2 separate regions of the Oryctolagus cuniculus genome follow, and region 1 is linked to region 2. Evidence: chromatin contacts called from public Hi-C data. All regions are on one chromosome and are shown on one strand. Each heading gives the region's core, a stretch centred on a gene start, on an enhancer-like site or on the middle of the called end of the contact. The rest is flanking DNA. Distances are from core to core; before and after follow the strand shown. Region 1 holds the start of EHD3 (EH domain containing 3). Region 2 has its middle 57 kb from the start of EHD3.

Region 1 (3,971 bases), core at 959-3,458, 56 kb after region 2:
GACCACAGCAGGCAAGGGCAGAGGCCACAAAGGAAACTCGGAAGGGCCTTTGGCAGCCAGGGCATTTAACAAAATAAAGGTATGCATCAGGTCAGGGGTTCTCATCCTGATGAAAATACTATATGAAAATTTGAAATTTGGGGTGGATGGCATTGTCCTAAAGATAGGTCCACAGCTTCCATCAGATTTTCAAAGGAGATGCTGATGTTTTAAAAGGAGCAAAGGATTATTGTCCAAGGGCTCTTGCCTATTCTAACAATAGAAAACAGGCAGGCTCCAACAAGCCCATCATCACCACAGGCTCCATACTTCTTCAGAAATCACCTGGTCTCCCAGAGCCGCTACGTGCAAGGCCATCCACTCCACAGGGCCAAAATCTGACCAGGCGTGACACGTTAGCATGGTGCACGTCCAGCTCCCAGAAGGCTGTGCGACAAGCTTAATGTTAGAGAAAATTAGTACCTCGACAACTAGGAACCACATTCAGCTTTTCCACTCTCCTCGCTCAGGCACAGTGCTCCAACAGCCACTGAGTGGAAACACAAGGGTCCCTGCTTTCAGACGCTCTGCAGAAGATGAGCACCTTGGCTCTGGGGTGGGGTGGGGTCACTGCACCCCATCCCACACGGTAGGGGACTGATGCTCGGTGCTCTGTACAGTTTGGAATGGTTCTCAGTGGCCTGGCCTTGCATTTGCATGGATGGAGGACCACAGTAAAGCCTGTTTTCCAAGGAAAAGGAGGGTTGTCCTCACTCAGGGGACAATTTATGGGTGTCCGTGAAGGCAGGGTGGACAAGCAGAGCTTTCAGAGGCTCTGTCCAGCTCAGCCATCTGTGATTCAAGGGCATGGCTGACTCACCCTCCAAGCCACAGGCCCCTAGCCAACCATCTTTTCATGCACACCTAGAACCCGTGCCCCAGGCCTGCCACGCACCCCTTGACCCCCCCACACCTCAGTCTGCTCACCTGCAAAGTCCAGGCCCTGGATGAGACAATGCCAATGTCCCTTCTGCTACGAGTGCTTAATATTAGGATTGAGTCATTCAGACCCAAACGAGAGAAAAAAGGGCATTCTGCCTCGGGACCCTGCTCTTGTCCAGGCACCCACAGGAGCTCTGCCTCAGAGGAGGACAAGGTGGAGAGGTCAGCAGGCCACCTCCATTCCCCGGGGCCTGTTCCCTGCACACCTCCTCAGCTGCAACTGCCAGGGCCCCCGCAGGAGGGGGCAGCCTTGGAAAGGGAGGAGGTGGTCCTGGCCACCAAGGACAGGTCCCTCCGAGGGCGAAAGGTGCTGGGCAGACCAGGAGCTCTCCCGCCTACGCCTCTGGGGCCTCCCCTCCTCCTCCATGGAGAAGCACAGGGATGGCTCTGAACTTGAGCAGTGCAAACGGACCACCGGGGCCAAGGGGTCAGGGCAGAGGAGAGGCGCCGGGCAGCACGCGGAGGGGGCCCGGCAATGCACCTGTGGGGTGGGCCTCCGACGCCGAGCCGGCTGCTCACCTGATGAAGGTGGTCTTCCCGGTGGAGTACTGGCCCACCAGCAGGACCATGGGCTTGTTGTCGAAGTCGGCGTCCTCCAGGGCCGGCGAGTGGAACTCATGGAAGCGGTAATGCTCTTCCAGGGGCAACAGCTTGGTCTTGTAGAGTTTCTTGAGCCCCTCGCTCACCGTCTGGAAGACCTCAGGGTCCTTCCTCCGGCGATCGTCGGTCCCCAGCCAGCTGAACATCGCGACGGCCGCGCGCCCCGCCGCCCAGGCGCAGCAGGCTCTCGGGGAAGGCGCTGCTCACCGGGAGAGCTCGGAGCTCAGCCGCACCATGGCCCACGCGCCGCCGCTGGCCCCCGGCTTCATTCGGCGGCAGCCCAGGCCGGGGCTCGGCTCGACTCGGCGCCGCGGCGCAGGAGGGCTGCGCTCTTGGAAATAAACGAACGTCGAGGCTGCGAGGAAACTGCCAGATGCCGGGGTCCCCGGCCCCCCTTGCCAGCCCTCGCCCTGGCTCGCGTCGCGCTCGCCGCCGGCTAAGAGATGCTCGGGCTCCGCGGCTGCGCGGTTCGCGGACAGCTCCGCAGCCGCAGCGGCATCCCGCGGCCCCGGCGCCGTTTAAATGCCAGCCTCGCAGGAAGCCGGCGCGCGGAGGAAGTCCCCGAGTGCTGGCAAGGCCGGGCCGGCCGCGCGGTGCCAGCGACGCGAAGCCGGGCAGGGCGCCGCCATGTCTGAGGGCAGCGCTCTGAGGAGAGCCGGGGCCGACCGCGTCCCGTGGGGCAGGCGCGGGCGGCTGGGCCCTGGCCTTGGGAACAGCGCCCTCTCAGGGACGGCTGCGAAGACAGAATCGAGATGCCCTGCTTGGAGGCTGGCGTTTCCTTCCAGCCACTGCGCTCAGAACGCAGGTACTCTAGTATTTGGCAGTATTTTTTCTTGCGGGCGCGTGGGAAGGATGGTCCAATGTCAGGTTCAATGAAACCACTCGAGGGGCCGCCTCCTGAACTGTTTGCCAGGCTTGGGGTGAGCTCAACGCTGTTGGCATTCCTTCCCTCATTTTGTTTGTTCCTTCCTGCCCACCAGACACGCCTGGCTCCGCTAGTGCTGTGTTCTTATCAGCGGGCAGGCACCTTGTGGTGACTTGAGGTTAACTGGAGCGCTTATATAGGCTGAGGTCCCGCAGTGGCGGCCGAGGCCAGCCGTGCAAGGGGGACACGCTGGCAGGGGGCCTTGGGAGCCCAGGGAAGGGGAGCCTCACTCACGCAGGCGCTGGGTCCAGTCAACCATGGATGGACGTTCCAGGCGGAGCAAGCGGCCCTTGCGAAGGCCTGAGGAACGTGGAGGAATGTGTTGAGTCCAAGACAGAGCAAGCAGCTTGGCAGAACTGGAGTGGACTCCAAGAAGGTGGAGCAGGTGACTGAAGTCAGGCAAAGGAGGCTGAGGCTGTGAAGGCCGGGACACACAGCGACTGGGAACTAAAACGGTACTCTTCCTAGTCACTGTTGCGCTAACACATTGCTCCCCAGGGTTATGGTCTCTGCCAGCAGTGTTTCCTCTAACCTTCCTAGCTGTTGTAGCTTGAGTAAGATATGGCTCCTGACCTCGTGCAGAAGTCCTAAATTGCTGTATTAAGAGCATAGAAAGGGGTGATCCAATTGAGGTGTTTAGGAGGTAGGTCCTTAGGTCACTGGACACATGCCCTTGGGAGGTGTTCTCCCCAGAGGGTTGCTTACAAAGGCTCAGCTGATTGTGGTCACTCTCTGCTTCCTGGTTCACCATGGGCTCACTCATTTTGCCAACTTCATCAGAGGGTCCAACCAATGGGGCCAGTCTTGCACCCCAAAACTGTTAGCCCAGAGAAACCCTCTTCCTTTGCAAGTAGCCTGGGTGAGGTGTTTAGCCCTAGTGGCCAAAAGCTGAGGAATACAGCAGCTCTGTGAGGCAGACGTTATTACCTCCAGCAGCATACCCAGGAGAGCAGATGGGAACATGGGCCAGGTATGGGCAAAAAGGGGTGCATTGTCTGTAGGGGATTTAAACATAAGAGTAAACCAACTCAGGATTGATCTGCTTTGTATTAGCACTGTTGTGAACAACGTGGTGAGCAAATGCTCCTCCTAAGGTAGATGGCTTCCCCTGCCTCTGTTCCACAGGTGAGGAAGCCAGGTAGGCTAAAGCACCAGGTGGGGACTGACGATGCTGGGGGCCAGGATGGACAGGGAGCAGAGGAACGACAGAGGCTGGAGGCCAGGAGATGGTTCAGGAGGCTGGGAGGCATCAGCAGTAGGAGCAGAGAAGATGTCTGAGCCAAGAGATTTTCCTTCAGGGTAGAACTCACAGGTCTTGGTGAGAAGGAAAGAAGGGTGAGATCGCGTCTAAGCTGATTCTGGATTTTCTACTATAGACGCTTGCAGAAGCTCCTCCACTAACTAGGAGGCAAGAAGAAAGAGGATGGAGCAGATAGGGCCGATGCGTTTGGTCTGACACATGGTG
Region 2 (4,449 bases), core at 1,767-4,266:
GTGTAGATGCCAATTTGCACACCACCCATTGTAACCTAAATGAATGGGGCTGAACTCCCCAGGAGGATCCAGAAGGACAGCGATTTAAAATCACGGCCTGTTCCAGCCAACAGTGTGGGGCCTGTGATGAGAGTGGGTCCTTCCCAGGGGGCGTGGGCTTGTGGAATGCCCCTGTGGAAGTGTGCAGAGTGGCCTGGGGCTGTGTGGCTGCCTCCCCTCCTGGTAGTAGCTGAAGTGGATGAGTTCCAAATAGTAGTCATCAACTTTGTAACTCACTACATAGGCGCTTGGTCAACCATCTCTTGGCATAGAAATTAAAGGGAAGCTCAGTGAGTGGTCAGAGGAACAGCCCTCCCCTCCCCTCCCCTCCCACCAGTGCCCCTGGGGCAGATGGCTCTGTGCTGAGAAGTCTCAGCCCAGAGCAATCAGTGGCCAGAGTTGCTTATTGAAAACGCAGCTTCCAGATCACCTCACCTTCTTGCCCAGGTTCTGATTGAGTGGGTCTGGAACAGGCCCAGGAACCTGCATTCTAAACAAGCTCTGGGGTTGATGCTGACACAGGAGATTCACAGGGATGAACTGATGACAGCTGACCAAGGAGAAAGGACCCACCCTATGCCAGGTGCACCTGCTATTCTGAGAACTTCTAGGATTGGCACTTTGTCATCTGTCTCTCAGTTCTGGGTGGGAAGTGGATCAGGCTGTTAAGCAAGGAGGTGGAAATTAACCTGTGTGTGAGAGAGAGGCCAAAGGAAAACCAAGCACCTGTGGGAAGAAATGGAGCAGCCTCTAGCAGCCTCGGAAGCTCACCGTGGAAGCAGCACACTGCTTTAGGCTTCCGTGTCCTGCCCATGCCCCAGTAACTACACAGGTGGTCCCAGCCTTCCCTGCAAGGGGAGTTCCCCTGGAGAACCCTCTCTGCCCCACGCCCAGGGCTGCCCAGTCTGATAACACTGGGTAATAAAACTTATTTCACACCCAGCCAACTCTTTGTTCAGGAGAAGGGGTGGGCAAAAATGGAGGAGGACCTGGGCTCCATTCCTTTATAAGCCCCAGTCTGAATGCAAACTGCAGGCTCAGCTTTTCCCTCACTAGCCTGCTGAGTCTATCAGGTTTATTTCAACTCTCAGCTCTTTGTAGAGATGCCCACCTGGCTGTCAGGTGCCTTCTCTTCATTAAATGATGCAGCCTGGCTTATCCCAGTATGAATGACTGGACACTGTTTCAGATCCATCGTTAGAGCGGATGCCCTACCTCATGAAACCTTGCTACCTTGCTTACCACTACTCTGTTTTATGCCTAAATTTTTCTTGCACGAAGAACCTCTGTTCCAGCCAGCTCTGCCAACATTACCCTACATTTCTCAAGGCAGGTGGGTGTTGTGCCACTGCTCCATCCATTTGTACATTTCTGCATTCCTCCATTCATTCACAACACGAATGAGCCCCGTATGCGGCAGGCCCTGGGCTAGGAGCTGAGGAGTGATGGGTGAACAACACCCACTGTCCGAGATCTTTAGAAAACAATTGCATGCATGAATACAACTTTGCCAACAATTCTAAGAACTAAGAATGAAAGTTGCAGGTCCCATGAGAGATAAAACAGCAAATCTTGGTTTAGCCCAAAGCATTGGAAGAGTCCTCTGTGGGATGTGGCATTGAAGCTGAGACTTGAAGGATGAGTTGGACTTAGGGGAAGAATGTTCTAGAACTCACCTTCCAGACGCTTCTGTGAAGACGGGAATGTTCTGCTCTGTGCTATCTGCTGTGGTAGCCACCAGCCACACTGAGTTCACCACTACCTCCTCTCCCCTGGCTCGGGCTGCTTAGCACTGGGGGTCAAAGGTCATGAGGAGATTGCCAGATTTTGCCTTTGTGGTGGTAGGAGCACCCTGACAGCACCCAAGTGTTTCTTGGAGTGTGGACAGATGGCTCACAGACTGTGGAATTTGCCTGTATTGTCTGCCTCCTCCAATTTGTATTGAAGTAGTTTGTACTGCTTCCTTCATTTGTTGAGTTGGGCAACAGGGGTGGTGACCATGGGCTGGGCACAGCACTGTGTTATCCCTGTGCATTGTCTTAGACTTCACAGTGATGAGAGGTGCTGCTTGTTATCTATGCTTTACCAGTGAAGAAAATGAGGCTCGGGAGAGGTACAGGGCAGCTAAGCCAGCCATCAGGCCCCCTTGGTGTTCATCCCATGAGCTGAAGAGTTCTATTCATGCAAAGTCCCACCCATGCTGTGCATAGCAGCTTTGTTTGTAATTGCCAAGACTCGGAAGCCACAAAGATGTCCCTTGGTGGGTGCATGGGCAAAAGGTCATGTCCAGACAATGGAATATTACTTAACATGAGTAGGAAATGAGCTATCAAGTCATGAAAAGCTATGGAGGGAACTTAATGCTTATTACTGAATGAAAGAAGCCCATCTGGAAAGGTTACATACTGTGATTAGAACTCTACGTGGATGATATTCTAGAAAAGGCAAAACTCCAGAGACAACAGTTCAGTGGTTTCCAGGGGCTTGGGGACAGCAAGAGATGAACAGATGAAGCTCTGGAGATTTGTGTGATATTAGGGTAGTGGGTGTGTGTCATTGCACATTTGTCCAAACCCATGGAAAGTGCAGTGCCGAGAGGGAGCCCTGGTGTACGCTGGACCTTGGAGGTTAGTGTTGTGTCCATGGAGGTTCGTGCATTGTAGCAAATACACTGCTCTGTTAGGGGATGTTGATGGTGGGCGGGAGAGGCTGTGTAGAAGAGGGCTCTGCATTTTCCATTCAGCTATGCTGTGGACCTAAAGCTGCCCTAAAAAATATAGTCTCCTTTAAAAACTTTCAGTACCTGTCCAAGGTCCCAGGGCTAGTGAACAGTGGTGCTGGGCCTAGCGTGCAGGGCTGTTCCCCTTCCAGGGCTGTCCCACCTCCCTGGTGCCTTCCATACCCCACAGACACTCTGGTGTTTAGTGACAGCTTTGAGTTACAGTGATTTCATGATTGGGCACGAATCCCATTTTCCAGATAAGGAAACAGGCTTAGAGAGGTTGGCTGACTCACTCAAGTCGCCTAGCCTGTGGATGCGAAGGTGAGTCAGATCTGGAATCTAAGTTAATTGACTCAAATCTCGAGGCTGTTGTTGGATAACACTCTGAGCCCCTGATTGAGAAACTCATCAGGTCTAGAACACACACAGAGCGGGGTCTGGACTGATGGCCTGCACCTGCACCTGGCTTTTGCTGGGCCTCGCCTCATCCCTTTCCTGGCTGGCAGTGCCTGGGGCCTGTGTGCACCCCCAGCAGGCCATGGGTTCTCTTCTACATGTGGGTGGCCAGACCGTTGGCTGCGAGGGAAGCTTGCAACTGCAATGGACAAGACCCTTGGGAAACACAGGGGGACCCTTGGAACTCCTTGCTCTGCCCCTTCTGTAACGGCAAGTCTTCCCATGCCTTCCCCTTCCCGGCCGAGGCTGTGAGCTCTTCTGTCTCCAGTCCTGGCCTCCTGCCAGGCCCCCTCTCCTTTGGGTCCTTTCTCTTCCCTTTGCTTCTAGGCTGCACCCCTTCCCTTTTCTCTCCCAGTGAAGGAGATGGGGCTGCTGCTCATGTCTGTTTTGAGTTGTGGCAAGGACGTAGGGTTTTTCAGCTCTTGTGCCAACTGGTCATGCATGCAAGTTCCCCCGGGAGGGGGTGTGACTTTGGGCAAGGTGACTCTTCTACCAAGGTGAATATTTATTATTTTAAAAGATTTATTTAGCTATTTATTTGAAAGTCAGAGTTAGAGAGGGAGAGACCGAAAAAGAGAGTTCTTCCATCTACTCTTGCACTCCCCAGATGGCTGCCATGATCAGTACTGGGCCAGGCCGAAGCCAGGAGCTTCATCCAGTTCTCCCATGTGGGTACAGGGGCCCAAGTACTTGGGCCATCTTCTGCTGCTTTTCCCAGGCCACCAGCAGGGAGTTGGATCAGAAGTGGAGCAGCCAGGACACTACTTGGCACCCAAATGGGATGCCAGCATCACAGGCGATGGCCTTACCTGCTACACCACAATGCCAGCTCCTTACCAAGGTGATCATAGAGAGTTGGCAGCTGGCAGCACTTATGGCAGTCAAGGGCACAAGTCCTTCGGCCCTGAAGAGGGGTCTGGGCTGCTCATCCCAGGTCTACAGAAGTCCTGCTTTTGTGCCACTGGGATCCAGCACTTCCTAGAGGCTGTGGAAGCATCTCCTCCCCGTGACTGCTTGATTTTCACTCACTGTCAAAGACAGGCAAGTAGATTCACTACCTGGTGCCAAGGGCAGCCCTTCCTGTCCTCAGTGGGCAGCAGCAGCTCTACCTCCTCCTGCTGGCCAGGGTTGACTGCCCCAAATTCCTGCCTCCTTGGCAGGAGGGAGGCAAAGTGTCCAGGTGGCAGCTTGTAGTTCTATGAGTCTTATGTGATGCCAGATACGCACACACA

The links. A called contact is a pair of places that touch in the nucleus more often than the background predicts.
Region 1: a Hi-C map of embryonic fibroblasts shows a contact between it and region 2, with 2.9 times the contacts expected there. The contact joins the promoter of EHD3 here to the enhancer-like site in region 2. A contact is called at or near these places in 2 of 6 Hi-C or Micro-C datasets (ear pinna and embryonic fibroblasts).

Annotation. Positions count from the first base shown.
Region 1 is chr2:171,418,694-171,422,664 of mOryCun1.1, forward strand. It overlaps EHD3 (EH domain containing 3), which reads right to left and starts at 2,209. Exons shown (of 6, transcript XM_002709932.5): 1 at 1,501-2,209. The coding sequence starts at 1,727. LOC103347710 (a long non-coding RNA gene) reads left to right here and starts at 2,397. Exons shown (of 2, transcript XR_516297.4): 1 at 2,397-2,961.
Region 2 is chr2:171,361,810-171,366,258 of mOryCun1.1, forward strand. It overlaps a transcript of XDH not described here. Among named protein-coding and RNA genes, the nearest start is that of EHD3, 57 kb to the right of the region's middle. Within about 2 kb of position 3,017, at least 1 of the 8 cell types and tissues checked has an H3K27ac peak or open chromatin away from gene starts, as enhancers often do.